2 separate regions of the Sus scrofa genome follow, and region 2 is linked to region 1. The links are chromatin contacts, called in public HiChIP or PLAC-seq maps. All regions are on one chromosome and are shown on one strand. Each heading gives the region's core, a stretch centred on a gene start, on an enhancer-like site or on the middle of the called end of the contact. The rest is flanking DNA. Distances are from core to core; before and after follow the strand shown. Region 1 holds the start of HMGCS1 (3-hydroxy-3-methylglutaryl-CoA synthase 1). Region 2 holds the start of PAIP1 (polyadenylate-binding protein-interacting protein 1).

Evidence for each region. HiChIP or PLAC-seq counts read pairs in DNA pulled down with a chosen protein or histone mark.
Region 2: an H3K27ac HiChIP or PLAC-seq map of alveolar macrophages shows a contact between it and region 1. The contact joins the promoter of PAIP1 here to the promoter of HMGCS1 in region 1. A contact is called at or near these places in 1 of 47 Hi-C or Micro-C datasets (mesenchymal stem cells) and 1 of 2 datasets of contacts at active chromatin or transcription factors (alveolar macrophages).

Annotation. Positions count from the first base shown.
Region 1 is chr16:27,955,599-27,962,383 of Sscrofa11.1, forward strand. HMGCS1 (3-hydroxy-3-methylglutaryl-CoA synthase 1) reads right to left here and starts at 1,598. Exons shown (of 11, transcript NM_001252215.1): 1 at 1,541-1,598. LOC106508153 (a long non-coding RNA gene) reads left to right here and starts at 1,831. Exons shown (of 3, transcript XR_001304747.2): 1 at 1,831-1,953.
Region 2 is chr16:28,131,380-28,137,877 of Sscrofa11.1, forward strand. It overlaps PAIP1 (polyadenylate-binding protein-interacting protein 1), which reads right to left and starts at 2,917. Exons shown (of 11, transcript XM_005657616.3): 1 at 2,687-2,917; 2 at 1,193-1,362. The coding sequence starts at 1,291.

The sequences.
Region 1 (6,785 bases), core at 348-2,847:
CAATATCCATTTAACTCTCCCCACTGGAAATACTTTTTGAGAACTGGCATTACTAACTAAACCAAACTAAACTGAAACCGATTAAAGGGCAGATTTACAAACTTAGACCAACAAAGTTTAGACACAGAAAAGAAAGTCTTTCTCCTTTCCCATAAGATACACCATTATCCTGCTCTCCTTATCCACACAAAAATAACTGAACTTTTAAAAATAAAGAACACAAACTGCCTAGACGTCTCAAGCTACAAAGAACCATTTGGCACCGATACAGGCTAAGGACTTTCAATTTGCCTTCTAATAGAAATCTATGCAATAAAAGTCCAAACTCCACCTCAGAAGGAAAAATCTGCTAACTATACAAGCACTTCCATTTGTCTTAATTTTGTCATTTATTTTTCCATTGTTTTTCATGATTCATCCCTGGAATAGAGCGAATGCTACTTAGCAGCAGGCAGAACACATCATCCTGCAGCCCGTTGGCAAGAGCACGGGGAGTGGGGAGTGGGGAGCGGAGAGCTTCAGTTGAGGTGAGCAAAGAAGCCTGTGATGCGCTAAAACCAAGGTCCTAGGGCAAACACGACCAGCTGGGACAGCCCCACTTTACCTGTTGTCCACATCTTTCCTCCAGGCTGGGTCAGAGTAATCCTTTCTCTACCACCAGTCAGGGCAGGACACACATTTTTCAAAGACTCCATATACTGAGCTTTGAAATGTCCTTGGTTTAAGTCAAAACCTATTGTGCGTGAACACTCTGTAGGTGCCTCCCCCTTACTTCTTATCAAGTCAGGCTAGTCCTGAAGTCATTAGCAGGAGGGAGACAAGAAACATCAAGGAAACCTATTTGTTTTTAATGGGCATTAAAAATACGTAGGCGAGAACGTGGCAGACGGCAATCTGCTATATTTGAAGCAGGCACAGGCCGAAGCAGTCAAAAGCCCAAAGTGCTCAGCCAGGTAAAATCACTGTTGTGATGCCCTGTCGCACCTGAGCTAGAGAAGGAGTAATGCTACCCAGCTCACTTCCTCCCGGTAAATATGCCAGGAGGACACACCCCCTGCCAACCTACAAGCCTCCAAGTGTGATCTTCCCCATGCTTCTGTGTCCACCCTAAGCCAAGTCTCCAGGACCACCCCCCCCACCACTGCCTCGCCGCAACCCATCTCCTTTCTCGTCCCCCTCATGTGCCCCCCTCCCATCCTCTCAAGGCGGTCACAGCCACTTCTCTGGCACCTCCAGCTCCTGAATGACTGTCATCAGAACCCTAGCCCTCAACGCCCTCTACCCTCTGCGACTCGCCTGCCCACATCAGTGGGCCCCGGTCCCTCCTAGGACCTGCCGCGGTGGGCCTCCGCAACTTGGCACGGCTCCCCATCCTCCGCTCACGGCTCCCCATCCTCCCGGGCCGGGTCTAGCCTCAGCCCTGACCCGGACGGAGCCAGAGCTCCTTCGGGCCTAGTCAAGGACACCGACTCCGCGGAGCCCTCACCGTGCCCACGGGGCCTCAGCAGCCCAAGTCTCCTTCTCCGCGCGGGACACTCACCCAAATGTGACCCGGCGGTGGCCGTGGAAAAATAACGACCAACGGATGGGGAGTACGCGGCGCTTCCCCTCTGCCACCAGCTTTATAGTGGCCGACCCACCCGACTCCGGCACCGCCGGGAGTCTCTGGGAGGTGGGACAGTGGCTCCAGCAGCCAATCGCGGAGGGCAGAGTAGCCTGGCAGCGCCCGTCCCCCAACCCAGCTTCAACCAATCCAAAGGAAACTAGAGGCGGGATTTTCCCTCGTGGCTTCAAGGGCGGGGGAAGGGGCGGGGACAAAGCCAGAGGGCAAGGAAGTGGGGTGAGAGAGTGACGTGTGGTGGCCCGAGAGCCGGCCTACCAATGACAGAGCGGCGAGACACGGCGAGAACCAACAGGAGCGGAGTGAGAGGTTCTCCACCCAATTGGAGCCGTGTGAGTAGAGATGCGGGCCAATGAAACCTTCGCGTCCCACCACTGGGGCGAGATGGTCAAGTGAGGGAGGCAAGTCTTCCTTGTCGACGAGTCTGTCAGGTTGCCTAGCAACCAGAGCTAGGATTCGCCTATAAGATTTCTGAAATACTTGATTTTAGTTCAATCTTAACGTTTTCTAGTTTCCCAGAGCAGCCAAGTGCTCCAGCATTACAAGTTGGAGCAGAATATGTCACTAAAATTTGTAAATTGGCAAATATTTACATAACAGGTTCTAAATACCAGATTTGCAGATACTCAGTAGTGTCACGTCTATACAAAACTCCCTTAACTGTATTATTGGGACAGTTCTTCCTAATTAAAACTAAAATGTGATGGTTTGGGGTTAGACACCAGTGAAGAGGGTAAGGGGCCTTGCCTAAGCAGGGAGTAGGTCCTTATTCTGGGATTTTTGCTAGCCCATACACTCTGAGGGAATGGGCTCCATCTGGCCCATTTCTCACTATCTTCTGAGTTTATGTGGTACTTGACTAATAAAAGGTTGTTGAAAGAAGGAAAAGGGCCCCAAATTCTCAGTAAGTCCACAGGGTATTGACTACCTAGTTTCCTCAGAAAATATAGAGGAGCATGTCAAGCTGGAGGAAATCACTCAAGCACTGGGAGAATCCAAAGGAGGACAATTATGGCCTTAAATTAGACTCTGCCTCATCTCAGATAGAGAAATGGTAGTACTTAGTCTTGATGGGAGACCATGAGAGGTTCAGAGTTGTTTCTGTCTCTCTCTCCTCCTCAGTTTCATTATGACCCAGAAAAGCAGTTGATAAGAGGACTTTGATGATTCTATGCAGCACACAACTTCTATTATGTGAAATTCATTATCCGCTATAGATACTAACCTAGTAAGAGACATTCTTAGGAAAGTGGCAAAATATATTGGTAATGGAGCCACTATGAAGTAGTGGCATAAATTATTTGGGAGAGAGGACCACTTGATAATGGTAATACTCCACAGCGTTGCCCATGACATTCTATTCCAGAATCAATATCATTAATACCTTCGTAAAGTAGGTGATAAAAAGAGAGAAACACTGCTTGACTGTGACCAACACCAGTTCTGAGGGCAGATTTAAACATTCTTAGCATGTTAAAATGCATTGAAAGGTATTAAGGACAACCACTAGAAAGAAGATAAGGCTTTGTCCTTAGAAAGGGATAACAGTTCCAACCCCAGGAGTACAAAATACGAAATGATTAGCCAGATAGTCTTATTATCATCTTGCACAACAGGAAATTCCCACAGGTTCAGATTGTCTTTTTGATCAAATTAATCTCCAGTGAAACAAGGTGAGCATGGTTTTTGGTTATTGGGAAGTCAAGCAACAGACAACAAAATGGATTAGTAATTAAATATAGAACATCTCAAGTGAACTTTTAAAAATAAGCCTTTTCTATTCTGTGGAATATAGAATTATACCAGATTATGGATTATACCAGTCTACACAAATATTAGCTAGGGTCCATGCAACTGAGGACAAAATATACCTATATTTATTTTGGCAGGGGCTGCAAGTTTTTTGGAGCTACACTTTAACATAAGCATGTCATACTTGAATGTGCACTTTTAAGATATGTTAATATGTATGTTTCATTATATTGTTTCTAGATTTAATGCCACGTAGTACTAGTAAAGCACTGTGGCTGCCATACATCAAAGAGAAAGTATAATTTATTATTCTGCCCTACTCTGAAAGGAACAAAAGTTTCTCAAGATGTAATGATAACATTTAGCGTTATAAATTCACCCATTGAACGCACATTTACTTTTTACTCTGTGACAGATTGTGCTAACCTGTGCTATCCGATAAGGCAACTACTAGCTACATATTATTCCTGAACACTTAAAGGGTGGCTATTCCAAAGTGAGCTATACTGTAAGTGGAAACTACACACCAAATTTTAAAGACTTAATTACCAAAAAAGGGAACTATCTCTAATAATTTTTACATTAATTACTCCTTGTAACAGTATTTTAGTTACATTGGGTTAAGTAAAATACAATATTAAAATTAACTTTATCTGTTTTTTAAGTTTTTAGTGTGGCTGCTAAAAAATGTAAACCCACATATGCAGCTCCCATTTGTGGCTCCCATTCAAGCTAGACAGTAGGAAGACGCAACTGAAAGACAGATGCAGTTTATAGTCTAAAGATGGAGGAGAGAATAATAAACACAGCAAAGAGTTGACTTTCCAGCCTCTATCTTACTTGATAAATGGTAGGAAAAGATGGGACAAGAGGAATCTTCAAATGTGTCAGTTAAAGCTATCTCTCTTCAGGTTTAAACAGCTTTATTTTGCCTAACTATTCTGTCAGTTCAAAGTTTAGTTCCCTATCAGGGCTTTTTTTTTTTTTTTTTAATTGGCTGTGCCTATGGCATGTGGAAGTTCCTGGGCTAGGGATTGAACCTGTGCCACAGCAAGTTGCTGCAGTAACAATGCTGGATCCTTAATTCGCTGCACCACAAGAGAACTCCTGGACTATTTCTCCTGAGGCCCTTTTATTTGGCAAAAGTTGAATGGGTTATTGTTATATCAGAAGAGGGAGCTCAGCCCTAGTTGTGGTTCTTGTACTGGCTTCCCTTTGCTGACTGGGACTTGGCCTTGGCTTTGAGGCTGTCTCGTACTGCAGAATTCCAAAGCTCACTATGGCTTTCATTTGATGCTCTACCCAGTAGTCTGCACCCAGAAGCCCAACAGCAGCCCACTATTAGGTTCACTCAGCCCCTTCTGCAGCAAACCCCCTCAACAGTGCCAGCCAAAGTTTCAGCTGTCTTCTTTGCTCTGCATGATATGAGGAACTCCTATGATCCTACACAATTCAGAAGCCGAGGGAGTCTCAGGGTTCAGTCCCTACCTGACTGCAGATTGACACTAGTACAAGTCTACTGTTGCACTCCAGAGTGGGTCTGTGGTTACCACTGAGAAATTCTTCTCTCTCCAGAACTTCCTTATCACCCCACCTCTGAGAGTTCTTAATGAGAACTTGATCAAAAACCCTACTGATTTAGCACTCCCACCCAGCACTACTCCCCTCTAGGGTTTTACCTCCTGCCCTTCTCACCCCAGAAAGGGTTACTACCATTCAAGAACATTGAGAGGTGTATGGGGTGCTTGTTTGTTTGTTTGTTTGTCTTTTTAGGGCCACACCCATATGGAGGTTCCCAGGCTAGGGGTCGAACTGGAGCTGTAGCCGCTGGCCTGTGCTACAGCCACAGCAGCAAAGGTCCGAGCTTTGTCTTCAACCTATACCACAGTTCACAGCAATGCTGGATCCTTAACCCACTGATCGAGGCCAGGGAAAGAACCTGCGTCCTCATGGATGCTACTCAGATTCATTTCTGCTGAGCCACACGGGAACTCCAAGAGGTATTTTTTAAGTAGGACAATTATCAATTATAATACAGGAGTTCTGGCTGTGGCACAGTGCATTAATGATCGGGCTTCTCTCTGTGGAGGCCCAATTGGATCCCCAGCACAGCCCAGTGGGTTAAGGATCCAGCGTTGCAGCCAAGGCGCAGGTTGCAGTTCTGACTCAGATTTGATCCCTGGCCCAGGAACTTCCATGTGCTGTGGATGCAGTCATTAAAAAAAAAAAAAAAAAAAAAGCAGAATGATAAAGTAGGTTGAAATTATGGTTAATAACAATGAAACCTCCCTTGTGCTGCTATGTTTTTCAGGGCAAAGGAGTGTTAATAGAGTAGAGTGCAAAATTTTCTCTGTACTGTTGGGAGGAAAAGGAGTGACTTCAGTGGAATGCCCTTCCCACTCTGAGATCCTGAGAGTAATCTACTGCTCACTCATCAACATCCATAAAGAGAGTTTACTGGGCATCTACTATTTTCAGAAATTCTAATAAGTGTCTTATCTACATTATCCCTCCAGTTAACCCCAATGAATAAACCTCAATTTACAAATTTGGAAACCAAGGCGCTGACCTTGGGTAACATGTTCCAAGTTAATTACAAGGTAGCAAAGCTAGGATTTAAATCTAGGCCTACTGATGTCAAAACCCAAGTCCCTCCCACTATTACATATAAAAATCACAATCGTGCTCAAAGATAGGGTGGACCAGGGCAGGGTGGTAGATGTCAAAGAAGGGAAGGTAGGTAATTTCTCCCAAGAAGCCTCAGCAGACAGCATTTATTCCCTCTGGGGAACCTTACCATAGATCTGGTTTGGTGCTTGCCTCGTGGGCTCACCAAATTCCTTTTATCACCTTGCTGAGGTGTACACAACATTTACCAAGTTTATGAAACATACAATCAGAATGCCAGCCTACTATCTATAGTATGAAAGGGACGACAGCCCTCAAAGTCTACATGACTCACCCTCTAGCTTAATTACCCAGGAAGTCAAGTCATGCTCAGGACACTGATCATAAACATGGAGTTGGGAAGAAGTCAGAAGGAAGGGGGCTGTCCCTGAGACAAAGGTACTCAGAAGCTGCTGGATAGGATAGTAAGATGTATCAATGTTGGTTCATTCATAGTGATTTACTCTCCTCCAATGCAATCTGTACTTTCCTACATTTCTGACTTGACTTGTGCTCTTCTTCTGCCTAGAATGTCTCTCCCCAGTCCCATGTCTATCCAACAGAATCCCCATCCATCCTCCAAAGTCCACCACGAATGATAGCCCCATCCATGAATTCTTTCTTGATATCCCTAACTGGAAGATGTGCCTCCCTCTTCACTACCTTATACCTCATATGGCTCATTTATACTCTTTCTTAATTACAGTTATTCCACATGTTGCTGTTATTTTCCACACATCCCTAG
Region 2 (6,498 bases), core at 1,667-4,166, 180 kb after region 1:
GACGCGGCTTGGATCCCGCATTGCTGTGGCTCTGGCGTAGGCTGGTGGCTACGGCTCCGATTAGACCCCTAGCCTGGGAACCTCCATATGCCATGGGAGTGGCCCAAGAAATGGCAAAAAGACAAAAAAAAAAAAAAAAAAAAAAAAAAGAATTTCAATGTTGAATGAAAATGAGGAAAAGAATATTCTTATATGACTCCATATATATAAACTTTAAACTAAAAAAACTATTGTCAAAATAATGGTTACTCTTAGACAGCTGTAATGATAGGAGACAGAGTAGGCTTTGGGGATGGTGGTAACTAATAGTCCCTTTCTCGATTTGGATGCTGGTTGTCTGAGTATTCACTTTGTAAAACTTTAGCTAAACTCTATGCATACTATTCTATATATGTCAAAAAAACTAAGAAGACAGTTAAGATAGGGCTTATGCTAAGGTACTATCATTTCTTCAACCAGAATGGTCTCTGCCCCACTTATCTACAAATAATTGCTATACTTTTACCTGGAAAAACAAATTTTTTTCTATATATCAACTGTGCTTGGTGTTTTCTCCTATTTAAGAAAAGTGTGACCAATTTCTAAAATCCTTATGTTATTGACAAAGATGAATCTGAAAGTTTCAAGTTCTTTACACAATTTGTAAACACTATCAAAACTCCCTATGACATTTCTACATAATAGTTAATTAGAACCAGAAACACTTCTATTTTAACACAACAGAGCCCAGAGGTGTACTTCACATTAAAAACCTACCTCAATTAGTCTGCAGCAAAACCACTGTTTAATTTACCTAAAGCTACCAATAAATATTCAACAGTCCTGCTAAAATCGAATTAAAAATTAACTTTGCCAGGCCACTATTCTATAGACTGTCCATAAGTTTGAACACAGATTTTAGTTTTATAGCTTAAAGGTGTCCTTGACCACCTTAAGTTTACTGGCCTTGGAGCTATTCTATAGATGCTGTAATACAACAGTGAACAAACGAGACAAACAAGACTGTCTACTCTCAAGCTTACATTCTGATAACTACACAATATATTCCTGAATCAATTTTGTTTCCTCACGATTTCAACGAATTCGTAATGCGTATGTGCAGCACAGAAAGCACCAGCATACTCTGATAATGATGTAATAACATTATTCCGGTAATATTAACCTAAAGTTGCGGTGAAAAGGATGTACTTACTGTATAATTAGAAGAATAACTTGATGGGTAAAATTCAGGGGCATTCACAGACAGCTTTGACATTAATACAGGAGCTACCACCACCTGGGGTTTAGCCATTGCTGACTCCAAATTCTGCTGTGGGATGTTATCCTGTGAATTAGGTGGAGCTCTCAGGGGCCTCGTTTGTTCTGAGAAAGGGGAAAAAAGGGGGTGTTAAGATGCATTCATTCCTTTGCATAACAACTTACTATATAATGAAAAGCCATCTGAGTAGGGCTGGTTTTTAAGTTATACAAGAACGATCAGGAAATGTAAGGTTATCGCCAGAATATGTACAGAGCCTGCAAAAAGGAACAATAGACTTGCTTTAGTTCGTTTATGAACATACCTGCTTCCTAAATGAACGCTTCAGGCTTATTTTTTCCTTTTTTCTTTTCGAAGGAGTCGGTTAAAAAGAGGTGGCTGCCCGCCTCAGGCCTCCCTCTCGGGGGGCTGGGGAGGGGGAGGCAATTTTTACTTCCTCCCGGGACAGCAGAACTCGGGGACAGCGCACCGGGCCCCTCCCCCAGCCCGGGCGCACAAAGAATTCGATCCGCCACCCTCCAAACCCCGTTCCGGGCCCGTCCCCACCCCGCAACAACCGGGCCCTTTGGGGAATGCTTTCGGGGAACCCGAGGGAGGAAGACGGCGCGCCGACTTCGGGCGCGCGCGGAGGGCCTGGGGAAGCGTTGGCCCTGGAGGACAGGGTCCCCTAGAGCGGCTCCGTACCTGGGAGCGCCCCGGGCCGGGGAGGCCGCTGGGGGCCGGCGGGGACCTCGCACTGGGCCCCTGGCGGCGGGGCCGTCCTGGGCTGGCGCAGCGGCGGTGGCTGCAAGAAGCCCGGGGCTTTGGGCTGCGGCGGCGGCTGGTGCCGCGGCCGCTCAGCAGGCCCCGCTCCGTTCGGGAAACCGCCGCCCTCAGGCCCGCCCCCTCCGCGGCCCAGGCCCCGGCTCCGGCCCCGACCAGCACCTGGGGCCCGATCGAAACCGTCCGACATGCTCCTCCTCCTCCTCCTCCGGGGGCCGCTGCCGCTGCGCTCTGGAGAGGACGCGGGGGGAGGCGCCGCGGGCCGGCTCTCGCCGCCGCGCTCACTCGGGCCTCATGGAGGAGGAGGACTCTGGGCCCTGCTCGGCTCCCCGCGCTTCGGGCGGGGCGGACGGCAGCTGGAGCACCCACGGAACCCGCCGCTCCGGAGCGCCCGCCCCCCTCGGCTACCCTCAGCTTTTTCCGATTCTCCCCCAAAACCCGGCTCCCCCGCCTTCGGTGCGGCGGGGGCGAAGGCAGGTCACAGCGGCCCCCCGCGGCCCGGAGGCCCCGGGCACGCCCGCCGCAGCTCCTCCCGTTCCCGGCGGGCGGGCTGCCGCGGCCCAGCAGGCCGCCGGACAAGCGGCACCTAGGCCTTTAGATAGCCCTGCCCGCCGCGGGGGCATCCCGGCAAACGGAACCGGGCTGGGGGCAGAGAGGGGCGCTTACCCCTGAAAGGGTCTGCTTACTCGGTGGTTCTCAGGAGAGAAGTGCGAGACTGACGGTTGATGCCGGGAAAATAAAAATACGGGGGGAGGGGGCGTGAGCCGGCGCCAGGGTTCGCGGACGCGCACCTCCGTGGGCGCGCAGGTGTGTTCAATGACCCGGCGCCGGCGAGACCCGAGGGTTGGTCGGGAAGGGGGCTCTGGAAGCTCTTTGCCACCCGCAACGTTAGCCGCGGGGGGGGGGGGGGAAATAGGAACGGAATCTAAACATGCCCCCCCGCCCACGTCCTTCTCAAGTCCCAGTATTTATCATGGTAGGTCACGCTGGGGCCAAGCTTGACTCTCTTCCCTTTTTTCATCCTCTCCAGAAATTTTAAGAAAACACGCTACCTTTCAATAAAACTCCCCTCTTTTTCATCTTCTACCACTGCTGTCCAATCAAAATATAGTGCGGGCCACAAATGCAAGCCACTTACGTAATTATACATTTTCTAGAAGGCACATTACCCGAAGGAAAATAAAAACAGGTGAAATTAATTTTGATAATATATTTTACTTAGTCCAATAGATCCCAAATGGTATCATTCAAAACATGTAATTAAAGATATTAATGAGGAGTTCCTGTTGTGGCTCAGTGGTAATGAAGCCGACTAGGATCCAAGAGGATGCTGGCTGGATCCCTAGCCTTGCTCAGCGGGTTAAGGATCCAGCCTTGCTGTGAGTTGTGGTGTAGGCTGCAGACTCCGCTTGAATCCCAGTTGCTGTGACTAAGTGGGCAGCTGCAGCTTTGATTGGACCCCTAGCCTGGTAACATCCATATGCTGCTGATGCAGTCCTAAAAAGAAGGAAAAAGAAAGATATTAATAGATATTTTCTCTCTTTTCATATTAATCAAAATCAGTATACTTTGCATTTCCAGCATATCTTTCTCGGGATTAGGCACATTTCAAGTGTAGTGGCTACTGCACTGCACAGCAAAGTTCTAGACATTATGTATAAGTTAGTGTGTGTGTGTGTGTGTGTGTGTTTAAGTCAAGTCTGACAGTGCTAAAGCCAAATGAGGGATGATATAAGTAATGAAAAGGAGAAAAAATATTTCTTAACTGTTAGACTGAAACATCTTCACAAATTCTGTGTTTTAAGCAAGGCTTACTGCTTTTCAATCTTGTTAAGCTTGAGAATAATTTCAGTTAAGAATAAAACTTCTTGTTAACCATTTTCTTGCTAATAAAGAAAACATTAACGTCTTCACTTAAATGAAAGAGGAAAATGGCTTTAATGAAGGCAGTCATGAATAAATGATTCATGCTGTTGATTGGTGGCAAAAACAATGAAGCCAGGGAAGGAAGCTAGCAAGAAGTGTGGTGCCTTGGTGTTGAGAAAGCATGTAGGATTCAAAATAGGTCGAAGTTCTGGTCTGGATCCTGGTGGTGCCCCTTAATGCCTATGTGATCCTGGGTAAGTAAAGGAGTTAGTTCCACTGAGCCTCTTTCCTCACTTATGTAATAAGTATAATGAGTATACTTATAATAAGTAGCAGTGGCATATATTACAAAGACAAGGTTACACTTTAAAAATTAGATGAGGTAATGCTTATACCAAAAATCCTTTCTTTTATGTAGTCATCAGTCACCTCTTGCCTGGACTTTTTATTGTGTACAGATGACCCATAAACTGTGTGCTCATTAACAGAGTTATTCTGTATGTTCCACTGAAGTAGATGCTCCAATCCTATCCCAGGCTTTTTTTTTTTTTTTTTTTTTGGTCTTTTTTTTGCCATTTCTCGGGCCGCTCCTACGGCATATGGGAGGTTCCCAGGCTAGGGGTCGAAATGGAGCTGTAGCCGCCAGCCTACGCCAGAGCCACAGCAACGCGGGATCCGAGCCTTGTCTGCAACCTACACCACAGCTCACGGCAACGCCGGATCATTAACCCACTGAGCAAGGGCAGGGATTGAACCCGCAACCTCATGGTTCCTAGTCGAATTCGTTAACCACTGCGCCACGACGGGAACTCCCCTGTTTGCATTCTTTACCCTCTTTTTCCCCTTAGAACTTTTTGATGGATAGCTTCCTTTCTACACCTAAATCTTTGTTATCTCACTCTTATCAGCATCCATGGTGGCATCCAGGTTTCTTTACAGCCCCTCTTGTTAGACAAGTTAGGTAAGTGAGATATTGTCCTTTGACTTCCCCCTATTTACTGTCATGTAACTCCAGCCCATTACCATATATGAGAAGCAGACTTGGGGACAACATGAATGGATTTTTTATACCACTGTAGCTCTGATTCTCAGGACTTCAGACTTAGGCTCTAGCTTTCCTGGGTTTCCAGATTGCAGATAGTAAATCATGGGACTTCTCAGCCTCCATAATCATATAAGCCAATTCCTTATAATAAATTATATCTACCTATCTCTCCTATTAATTCTGTTTCTCTGGAACAGAAATTGGTACTGAGAAGTGGGGTGCAGCTGTGACAAATACCTAAAAATTATGGAAGTGGCTTTTGAACTAGTTAATGGATAGAGGCTGATAGTGGTTTTTGATGCATGTTAGAAAAAGTTGACATTGCCCTACATTGAGTTGCAGTGTAGGCCCCAAAGGGACTGTTATTTTTTTTTATTTTTCTATTACTCAATGAATTTTTTACATTTATGGTTGTCCAATGATCATCACAATCCAATTTTCTTTTCTTTTTTTTTTTTTTTTTGGCTTTTTGCCATGTTCTTGGGCCGCTTTTGCGGCACACGGAGGTTCCCAGGCTAGGGATCGAATAGCAGCTGTAGCCACTGGCCTATGCCAGAGCCACAGCAACACAGGATCCGAGCCGAGTCTGCAACCTATACCACAGCTCATGGCAATGCCGGGTCCTTAACCCACTGAGCAAGGCTAGGGACCAAACCTGCAAACTCATGGTTCCTAGTCGGATTCATTAACCACTGAGCCACGACAGGAACTCCACAATCCAATTTTATAGAATTTCCATCCCTCAAACCCAGTGCATCACCCACCTCCAGAACTGTCTCCTTTGGAAACCCTAAGTTTTTCAAAGTCTGTTGAGTCAGCATCTGTTCTGCAAAGAAGTTCAGTCTGTCCTTTTTTCAGATTCCACACGTCGGTGAAAGCATTTGATGTTGGTGTCTTATTGTATGACTGACCTCACTTAGCATGATAATTTCTAGGTCCACCCATGTTGCTAAAAATGCCGGTATTTCGTTCCTTTTAGTGGCTGAGTAATATTCCATTGTGTATATGTACCACCTCTTCTGGATCCACTCCTCTGTCGATGGACATTTAGGTTGTTTCCATGTCTTGGCTATTGCAAATAGTGCTGCAATGAATATTGGAATACATGTGTCTTTTCAGGTCATGGTTTTCTCTGGATAGATGCCCAGGAGTGGGATTGCTGGATCAAATGGGAGTTCTATTTTTAGTTTTCTGAGGCATCTCCATACTGTTTTCCACAGTGGTTGCACCAATTTACAATCCCACCAACAGTGTACTAGGGTTCCTTTTTCTCCACCACCTCTCCAGCACTTCTTGTTTGTAGACTTTTTGATGATGGCCATTCTGGCTGGTGTAAGGTGGTACCTCATGGTGGTTTTGATTTGCATTTCTCTAATAATGAGCGATGTTGGACATCTTTTCATGTTTTTTTTTGGCCATCTGTATGTCTTCTTTGGAAAATTGTCTGTTTAGACCTGCCCATTTTTTGATGGGGTTGTTTGTTTTGTTGGTATTGAGTGGTAGGAGGCGTTTATAAGTTTTGGAGATTTATAAGTCTTTTATGTTGTTTAGGGTTGTTTACGTTTAT